2 separate regions of the Rattus norvegicus genome follow, and region 1 is linked to region 2. The links are chromatin contacts, called in public Hi-C maps. All regions are on one chromosome and are shown on one strand. Each heading gives the region's core, a stretch centred on a gene start, on an enhancer-like site or on the middle of the called end of the contact. The rest is flanking DNA. Distances are from core to core; before and after follow the strand shown. Region 1 holds the start of Zfp263 (zinc finger protein 263). Region 2 holds the start of Cluap1 (clusterin associated protein 1).

Region 1 (4,346 bases), core at 1,224-3,723, 150 kb before region 2:
AGTCTGAAAGGTGACTCCAAAAGGAGGATCATATGAGAAGCTTCCAGGATCCTAACAATCAAGTCAACTTCCCTGAGTGTCTCAGTCCACCAGGTCATTAACCATTAAATTTGACCTGCATCTGCACTTATATACCTATCGATCACGGATGCCTTGGGGGGCCAGTAGAGGGTGCTAGATCCCCTGGAACTGAGGGTTGTGTGAGCCACCTTCTGTTGCTGGGAACAGAATCCAGGTCCCTGGAAGGTCAGCTACTGCTCTTAACTGCTGGGTCATCTCTCCAGCCCAACCTCACAAGCCTTCAGATTTTTCTGAATGAACCTATACCAGCCCACCTGCTACCTAGTGTCTGGATAGAAAGGCATTTGCCATGGCAGCCTGCAGGCCTTTGTACCTGTGATGAAACCACATGCAGTCATCAAAAGCAGACCGTATTTCCACAGCCTAAGCTTCTGTGATAGGTTAGCTGTATGACCTGAGGCAAGTGACTTAACTGACACTGTTGGGAATACGCAAAAGAAACTTATTCTAAATACTACCATTTCCTTTTTAGACTCCATTTAATCATAGGACCTAAATTCAAGGTCCCAGGCCCTAGGAGAGCTGAGGACCTCTCAATAAACAGCTCCTATTATAAGGAAACAGTTATCTGAGTCCAGACACCTCAGGGACAACTTCTCCATCTTACTGGCAGGGTCAAACTAAGTTCATGTTCCCAGGACCTAACCTGATTGACGGAAACTCCCTTTCTCAACCCCTTATGACAGAAAACGACTGAACAGTGGTACAGCCCACCCCACTCATCCTTTAAATATGCTGCACAACATCCTCTCAAGGTCGGAGTTCAGCTCCTGAGTCTGTTCTGCAGCCCTGATTGATCAGCAGCAGTGATTACAAAACACCTGTCATCCGCATTGACTTGGTATGAGTTGTTGGGTTTAAGCAGACACCACGACACTCAAGGCCGTAATCACAGAACTTTACAATCTACTCCACGCCATACTGTGAAAGTTCTACTTCATGTACATAGACTGAAGCTCTGAAGGGAAAGACATACTGGCAATCGGAAGCCAAAAGTCACACCGCACAATGAGCCTCTCATACAAGAGACTAATTGGGAAAGAAAAAAATCCAGAAGGGTGTCTGTTTCCGCTCAGGAAAGAAGAAAGCAAGGAACTGAGTGGTAGGTAGGGCTTGTATAGGATTTTTAGTCTCTCCCAACCCCCACCCGACCCCAGCTTTCCATGGTGGGGATTGGTGAAATTTCAAATCCTCAGCTTGAGGGAGCTCAAAGATTGGTGGGGTTTGCTCAGGGCTTGGTGGGTTTCTATATGGAGCTCGAGGATTGGTGGGATATGAGTGTGTGTGTGTGTGTGTGTGTGTGTGTGTGTGTGTGTGTCTTGTAGGGTGGGGCCTGGCTACTCTTCCTCCTCAGACCTGGGATGAGAGTTACAGCGGTTAGAAAACGACTGTTAGGTTTAGGGACCATTAAGGAAGTCTGGGGCGGGACCTAGCTGCTGGAGCTCCGGGTTGCTGTGGTGGTGGTATGTTCACTTTCCTGCCTTGAGGTCTTACAAAGTAAACAGAGTTCACAAAGGGAGACCTGGGCAAAGAAGGCTTTTCCTGCCTCTCGAGTTGCAGTGAATAGCCAACAATGTAAGTACGTGTCCAATAAGCGATTACTGGTTTTCGTGACAAACTTCCTAGAATCTGAAGACTTCACGACCTATCTGTGACAGCTCCAGTCTCAGACCCCGGCAATTCTCTCTTCCAAAAATAAGGAAGTCCTTGGTGTTTCCTTCCCTTCTGACCTCAGGATGATCGTCATAGCCGATATGCTCTCCAGAACTAAGCCTTAGACCTGCACTGGGAGAATGGCGAAAGCAACTCATACCAGAAGAAGCATTCTTCTGGGTAGACCAGTTGCCTAAAGTTGAAGGACTAGGGACCACTGCTCACAGGGAGGCAAAAGCAGCCCGCTTAGACCTGCTCGATCCACAGTGTAGGTGCAGTAACAAGGGCGCGCCATGGACTACATTTCCCAGCAGTCCCCACGCACCTCGAGCCCTGGAAGCACAGTCCACCGGTCTGTTTCCGGCTGTAGGTTTCCGGGACGTTGGGCTCGGCCTTCGGAAAGGTTTTCTTTGTTACGCTTCTGGGCCCCAGCATGACACTCTAACGCCGCTGGATTCTTGTTCAAGCGTGGCTGGGGAATTTACCTTTTTGCAAACTTTACTACAAAAATCTGTCCGGGCCACATCCGCCAAGAGATTCCCACCGCTACCGCTTCCCACCTGGAGGCCCCACCCACTGCTTAGCCTTAGCCCCGCCTTTTACCGCGAGCGGACTGTTCTCCTCCTCCCGCTCTTTTATGCAAAGAGCAAAAAAGGTGGACCGTGAGTACGTGGCTAGACCCGACCCAATGGAAGACAGCGCAAACGAAACGTGAACCGGAAGTCCGTCCTGACTAGCAGCCGTTGGCTTATGACGCCTAACTCGCGCGCTGAGACTTGCGCCGCGGGCCTGAGACATAAGTTCTGTGTGGGCCTGGGAAGCCGGTCAGGTGGCGACGCTGCAGGCCTATTATTGCCAAGATCTGGACCTGGGTTCTTCTAGCGGGATTAGGAGCCCGGGGTCTCTCGGCTACAGCAGCGGTGGCCTGCTGTTGTACAGAACCTAGGGCGTCTTTCAAGGCGGACGTAGCTGGTTTCAAGACCTAGGCACTCTGGGGACATGAGTATGGCTGCGGGTCCGAGCTCCCAGGAGCCAGAAGGGCTCCTGATAGTGAAATTGGAAGAGGACTGTACCTGGAGCCAGGAGGTACCCCCGCCTGAACCAGAGCCCAGCCCCGAGGCCTCCCATCTGCGTTTTCGACGGTTCCGCTTTCAAGACGCCTCTGGTCCCCGAGAGGCCCTTAACCAGCTTCAGGAGCTTTGCCGTGGGTGGCTACGGCCGGAGATGCGCACCAAGGAGCAGATACTGGAGCTATTGGTGCTGGAGCAGTTCTTGACTATCCTTCCCCAAGAGATTCAGAGCAGGGTGCAGGAGCTGCGCCCAGAGAGCGGCGAAGAAGCAGTAACCCTTGTGGAGCGTATGCAGAAAGAACTTGGGAAACTGAGGCAACAGGTGACAGCTGTTTTACTCGTCGTTTGGCCTGGAAAATTGGGTCATTGATCTAGCCTTTTTTTGTAGTCGAATATACTTGATTGTCCTGAGTAGACTTTACTTAAAGAAGAGGGATTGTTTGTAGCTTATCTGGATCCTTTTCTTCCAGATTTTCCCCATATGACGATAATAGGAAGTGAGGAAGACTTTGTTTCAACATGTAGGCGTTGCTCTACCAGTATTTAGTTCTGTAGTTAGAAAGTTTCTCACTGGTTTCTAGCTTTGTGACTTTGGGCGGACTACTTAGTCTGTTTGGTCCTGTTTTTCTGTTGGCTACAGTACTGTTTGGGGATAATTTCGAGGAGAAAAGTATGTCGTTTGGATGACACCTTCTGCCACTTCTTTGAGGGGTTTGTTTTGTGACAGTCTTATGTAGCCCAGGCTGACTGACTCACTGTGTTGTTCAGCTTGGCTTCAGACCAGTGGTGATTCTCCACCTTCAGTTTTCCCAATTCTGAGTTCTTGGAATACAAGCAGAGTCTGGTTATGTCGCCCAGGCTTAAACTCAAGGCAATCCTCCTGCTTCAACCTCCCCACTACTGTGATTCCCACAGGCCTGTCCCACCACCCCAGGCCTATACTTACTGGTTAACACCCAGTATATCTTCGTCTATAGTTTCCAGTACAGAACTGGATCTCTGCTAATTGAACTTTGAGAAACAGCTAAGCACTCAGGGGCTGTGGTCACTGCCTGTTAAGTTCACCTTGTCTAGTAGTGAAACGTGGGAGCATCTAGAAAAGGTGAGAGAGAGCAAGCAGAAGTGAGATGTATCAGTAGAATATGTTGAGAAGGTCTTCCCTGGCAGCGGACCATCAGTTTTCTTGCTCCCATCCCTCCCCCATTTTCTTTTACAGTCTAAAAGCCCTTAGCATAAACCATCGTCTTGGTCAAGACCAAAGAGACAGTCTGATTCTCTGTTGAGGGTGCGTCCTAAGAATCCTGTACTAATTTCCATTTCTGTCAGCCCCGTTGTGATGATGAGTGATGTGGGTTGGTTCCCAGGTCACAAACCAAGGGCGGGGAGCAGAAGTGCTTTTGGAGGAGCCTTTGCCACTGGAAACAGCAGGAGAGTCACCGAGCTTCAAGCTGGAGCCAATGGAGACTGAGCGAAGCCCTGGCCCCAGGCTGCAGGAGCTGCTAGACCCCAGCCCCAAAAGGGACTCCCAGGCTGTAAAGGAGA
Region 2 (4,798 bases), core at 927-3,426:
CAGGCTGTCCCTGGGCAGGCGGGCTTCCAGGAGGGCTGAGCAATGGCCGTTACCTGGACCCAGGGTCCCCTGTGGCAGGGCCAGGGGCCAGGGCGAGCCTTCAGGCCGTGTCAGGCTGCCCCCAGCCATGAGCCGGCCTAGCCAGTGGCTTCCGCATTGGCCGGCAGGCTGCATGTGGCCTGGCAGGTAGAGAGCCAGGCTCCGGAGGTGTCGCAATCGGAAGTTCTTGGGCTTGCTTCCCTGGGCACTGGGGCCCTGCTGCTGCTGGGCCCCCAACCCTCCCTCATAGATGTTAGGTGGTGTGTCAGGGTGGCTGGGGCGTCCTGGGGCCCAGCTCACTGCATCTGCAAGAAGAGAGAGAGCAGGAGGGTGATGGCCAGTAGGCCCAGCATCTGGGGGAAATGCAAGTACCAGCTCATATGTTGGCCTCCACCCCCAGGCTACCCAGCCTCAGTTCCTGTCTATTCCCATTACTCTTCTTTGCTCCCCTTAACAAAGGGACCTAAGCAGCCCAGGACTTTGGCACAGAGATCCCACTGAGCACTTAAAGCCCTTTTTGTGCTCTTTACTCCAGAAAGAGTATGCTGGCACCAGTATAAGCACAGTGAGTTCAAGAGGACATGACTGGCCCAGTCATATAGCCTAGATCAGGAGTTACTCCCTTCCCAAGCATGCACGTCCCTAGGATCTCCCCAGTAGCTTTGGGCCCAGGTTGGGACAGTGTGGCATCTCTGCTGCTGCTCCTCCCTGCAGCCAGGCACCTTCTCTTATTCGAAGCTCAGAGAATGCACAGACCAAGGCTTCCATGGAGGGCCAGTATGGTGGGGGAGGAGTGGCCAGGCCTTCTGTGCAGTAGAGCCTGCTCTCCCCTGCCTAGGGGCTGGGTCTGCAGGTCTCCCATGGCAACTGGTCCTTATGATGTCACAGTAATGACTCTAGTCTCCCTGGACCTCCTAGTTTGGGAGACGATGGTATCTGGTCAGGTGGGAAGAGGGCAAGGGAAGGGACCAGAATCCAGGGTAAATCCACTGATCCTCAGATTCAGAGGAAGCCACATAAGACAAATTTGGCTTTGGTATGCTGGAAAGTTGTTCTCTAGGATGACCTTTTAGGGGCTTTGACCTCCTCATCTGTGGTTGGGAGAATGAGAGTTTCAAGAACAAACCTGGAGAGATCTGAATCATGCTGAGAAGATGGTTCTGGGTGACACCTATCTAATTATCCATTTTCTCATTGGTTGTTAAGCAATACGTAATAACGCTGATTTTTTTTATCCCCTGTGCATGTGGACAAACGAACAATTGTTCTGCTGGTAGAAATACAAAACTACAGGTACTTTAGAATCTTAACTCTGTCACAAGCTTTTTATGCTTCATTATAGAAAATTTAGTTCTAGGTTTTACATCTAGGTTTATGAACCATTGTTTTTGTACATAGATGCTAATAGTTTCATTTATTTGCTCGTTTTTTCAAAACCATTTGTTGCAAAGACTATCCAAATGCACCGTCTCCCATGTTAGACTAGCCACAAATGTATGGCCCTACTCCACATACTTTTAAGTCCTTAAGTATCTACTCTTGTCTGTACCACAGTGTCCTAGCCAAGAGCACCTTTACATCCTGTGCCTACCCATTTTCCTTCCTCTTCGCCCACCCTTCTTGGCTCAGCTCATCTCTCCTCTCCCCAGCCTTTCCTTGTCGCGGTTGTCCTCGACTCGTAACAGTCACCAAGGAGGGTTCACTTCTGAGCCTGGGCTGACCCCAGCACCAAGGCCTAGTACGCCAACACTACGGCTCCGGGCTCAGAACTAACCACCGTTTCCGGGGCAACCTCTGGCGCGCGAGTCTGGGCGCTAATTTCCGGCTTGTCCAGCTGTGCGTGCATGAAATCCTTCCGGGTACAATTCTCGAATTCTGCCCAGGGTAGGGTATCTTCGTTCCTGTCATTCTGTGCATACTTTATGCGGCTTCGACTCCGGAGTTTAGCTACGCTTTTACAAATACAAAGGAGACTCAGTCACAAAAGGTGATAGTGCTCTCTATATATTAGTGAGTCAATGAGAGTTACAACCGGACCGGAGCCAAAAGTGCTCAACGAATGGCTATGACACTGCGCAGCTTGTGAGGTGCGAACGCCACCTGCTGGTCTGTGTCTTGCGCTTGCGCGCACCTCACCGCTTCGCTTCCTGTCTTGTTTGGCCTGGACCGCACGCTGTCCAGGGCCTCTGAGTGTTGCTATAGAGACCGGCGAGAGCTAGGCCTGAGAACTCTAAAGAGACGAGCAGCGACGCCTCAGTGGACTCTTGGGGACCACAGCGCCATGTCTTTCCGCGACCTCCGCAGTAAGGCTGCGCCGGGCTTTCCCGTGGGCTTCCCAGTGGGCTTCCCAGGGACTCAAGGCTCTCCTGCAGGACCTCTGCTAGAGCCGTAGGCTCAGGCAGGCGGGTGGTCCCTAGGCCAGCCCCGGGCTGACAGAACTTTACAGCACCTTTGGAAAGTTCTGCCCGTCACTGGCCACGTGTAGCTAGAACACTGGGAATGTGTCTCGAGCGGCTGAAGAATTGAATGTTTAATTTTACCTCATTTTATTTCTGGTCACAGCCACATTCGCAGCCGCGGTAGAAAGGTCATGGGGAAATGGAGGCCTTTTCTGTGCTAGAGTTTGTAGCAAGAACCAATAACCGAGGAAGTGACTGGATGGATTGGCTATTGCTGCTAGGTTTTTGTTGTTGTTGTTGTTGTTGTTGTTGTTGTTGTTGTTGTTGTTAATTTTTGAGGGTTTGTTGTTTTGTATGTTACAATCTGTCAATGCTATTCTCGATGTGGGCGGCATTTCATTTACTCCTAGCCAGTTCTTGTGCCCTGGTTTAGCGATGAAACGGGCAGCAAGAGGTCAAAGTAATTTGGACAAGTAATGTATAGAATGAGTGGCTTTAGAGTTTGAATCCAGGTTGCCTGAACACTAAATACCGAGCAGAGAGCTTTGCCGGAGAGTAACAAAAAAAATGGGATACTCTTTTTTGTTACTACTCCTTGGGGGAAGCATCATTTTTGTGGCCCGCTGTTATTGTTCCTAGTTTTAACTGCAAGTTAAGTAGCATAACTACCCCTGGTTCACACAGCTAGGAGGAGTGCTGAGGCCGTGTGACTTACAGAAGTGTAACAGCTGGTAGAGTCTTGTCTGGGGTTTAAGGGTCTTTGAAACAGTGTGATTATGACTGTCCCCATGACGGTTTTTTTTTTTTTTTTTTTTTTGGTTCTTTTTTTCGGAGCTGGGGACCGAACCCCGGGCCTTGCGCTTCCTAGGTAAGCGCTCTACCACTGAGCTAAATCCCCAGCCCCCCCATGACGGTTTTGATGAGGCAAGCACTTTGCTGGGTCATTGAATAACTATCATTGTACTGGAAAGAGTATTTAAAAAGAGTGGTTCAGAATATGTACCTTAAATAAGTACTATATAATCTTGTAATCTATGAGACTGTCCCCATTTAGCAGTAGAGAACTTGACAGCTATTACTGAGCTAAAGGGAGTGTTTCGGCAAAGCCTGACTCCTTTCATAGGGGTGTAAGGGAAAGCTCTTATATAAGGGTGGTGTGTATGTGTGCATGTGTGTGTGCACTGTGTGTGTGTATGTGTGCATGTGTGTGCATGGGTGTGTGCACGTGTGTGTATCTGTGCATGTATGTCTGTGCACATGTGTGTGCATGAGTGCATGTGTGCATGTGTGTGTGCACGTGTGTACATGTGTGTGTGCATGTGTGTGTGCATGGGGGTGTGTGCGTGGGTGTGTGCACGTGTGTGTATGTGTTCATGTATGTGTGTATGTGTGTGTGCATGGATGGGTGTGCATGGGTGTGTGTGTGCATGTGTGTGTGCATGTGTGTGTGGGTGCATGGGTGTGTGCACTGTGTGTGTGTGCATGTATGTGTGTATGTGTGTGTGCATGGATGGGTGTGCATGGGTGTGTGTGTGCATGTGTGTGTGCATGTGTGTGTGGGTGCATGGGTGTGTGCACATGTGTGTGTGTGTGCATGTATGTGTGTGTGTGCGGGCACGTGTGTGTGTAAAGGGAAAAAATGAAGGAAGGCTGCTACCTATTTTTCTACCATCTCTCTCTCCCATGATCCAACACAGTCTGCCCTGCTGTGTTGCCTAGATAGATTATTTGGATTGCTCAATAGCACATTTTGGATACCTGTCTTTTTTTTTTTTTTTTTTTTTTTTTTGGTTCTTTTTTTCGGAGCTGGGGACCGAACCCAGGGCCTTGTGCTTCCTAGGTAAGCGCTCTACCACTGAGCTATAATCCCCAGCCCCTTGGATACCTGTCTTTAATAAGCGTGAATAGACATTACACAGCCAGGACACATGTTCAAGATCACAGCATATTGTGAGAACTCAGAAATGTCGGTTGTTTTCTTGCTTTCTTTTTGTTTAGTTGTTTTTCAAGACAAGGTTTTTTTCCTGTCTTGAACAACAGTCCTAAATGACCCAGAACTTTTTTTGTAGGCCAGGTTAGCATCAGGATCACAGAGATCTGCCCACCTTCGCCTCCTGAGCACTGGGTTAAAGGAGTGCACCACGACGCCAGGCTTGGTTGCGTTCCTCTCTAAGTCTCCCTCTAGTGTTCTGTTTTCCCCTTTCAAGTAGTATGGCTTTTTCAGGGGTTCACATCTTATGATATTACTGTCTGCCAACTTTTCTTTTTTAGGGCAAATCTAAATACTGCATATAGTCCAACCATTCTCTTAAATTTTCTCTGAATATGAAGTAATTGGTCATTAAAATTTGTCATGAAAA

What was found. A called contact is a pair of places that touch in the nucleus more often than the background predicts.
Region 1: a Hi-C map of kidney shows a contact between it and region 2, with 3 times the contacts expected there. The contact joins the promoter of Zfp263 here to the promoter of Cluap1 in region 2. A contact is called at or near these places in 8 of 12 Hi-C or Micro-C datasets (the A7r5 cell line, Schwann cells, kidney and 4 more) and 1 of 1 datasets of contacts at active chromatin or transcription factors (oligodendrocytes).

The regions. Positions count from the first base shown.
Region 1 is chr10:12,275,714-12,280,059 of GRCr8, reverse strand. It overlaps Zfp263 (zinc finger protein 263), which reads left to right and starts at 2,473. Exons shown (of 6, transcript NM_001399418.1): 1 at 2,473-3,126; 2 at 4,169-4,346. The coding sequence starts at 2,734.
Region 2 is chr10:12,122,253-12,127,050 of GRCr8, reverse strand. It overlaps Cluap1 (clusterin associated protein 1), which reads left to right and starts at 2,176. Exons shown (of 12, transcript NM_001399473.1): 1 at 2,176-2,342. The coding sequence starts at 2,321. C10h16orf90 (similar to human chromosome 16 open reading frame 90) reads right to left here and starts at 1,771. Exons shown (of 4, transcript XR_010055524.1): 1 at 1,631-1,771; 2 at 1-344.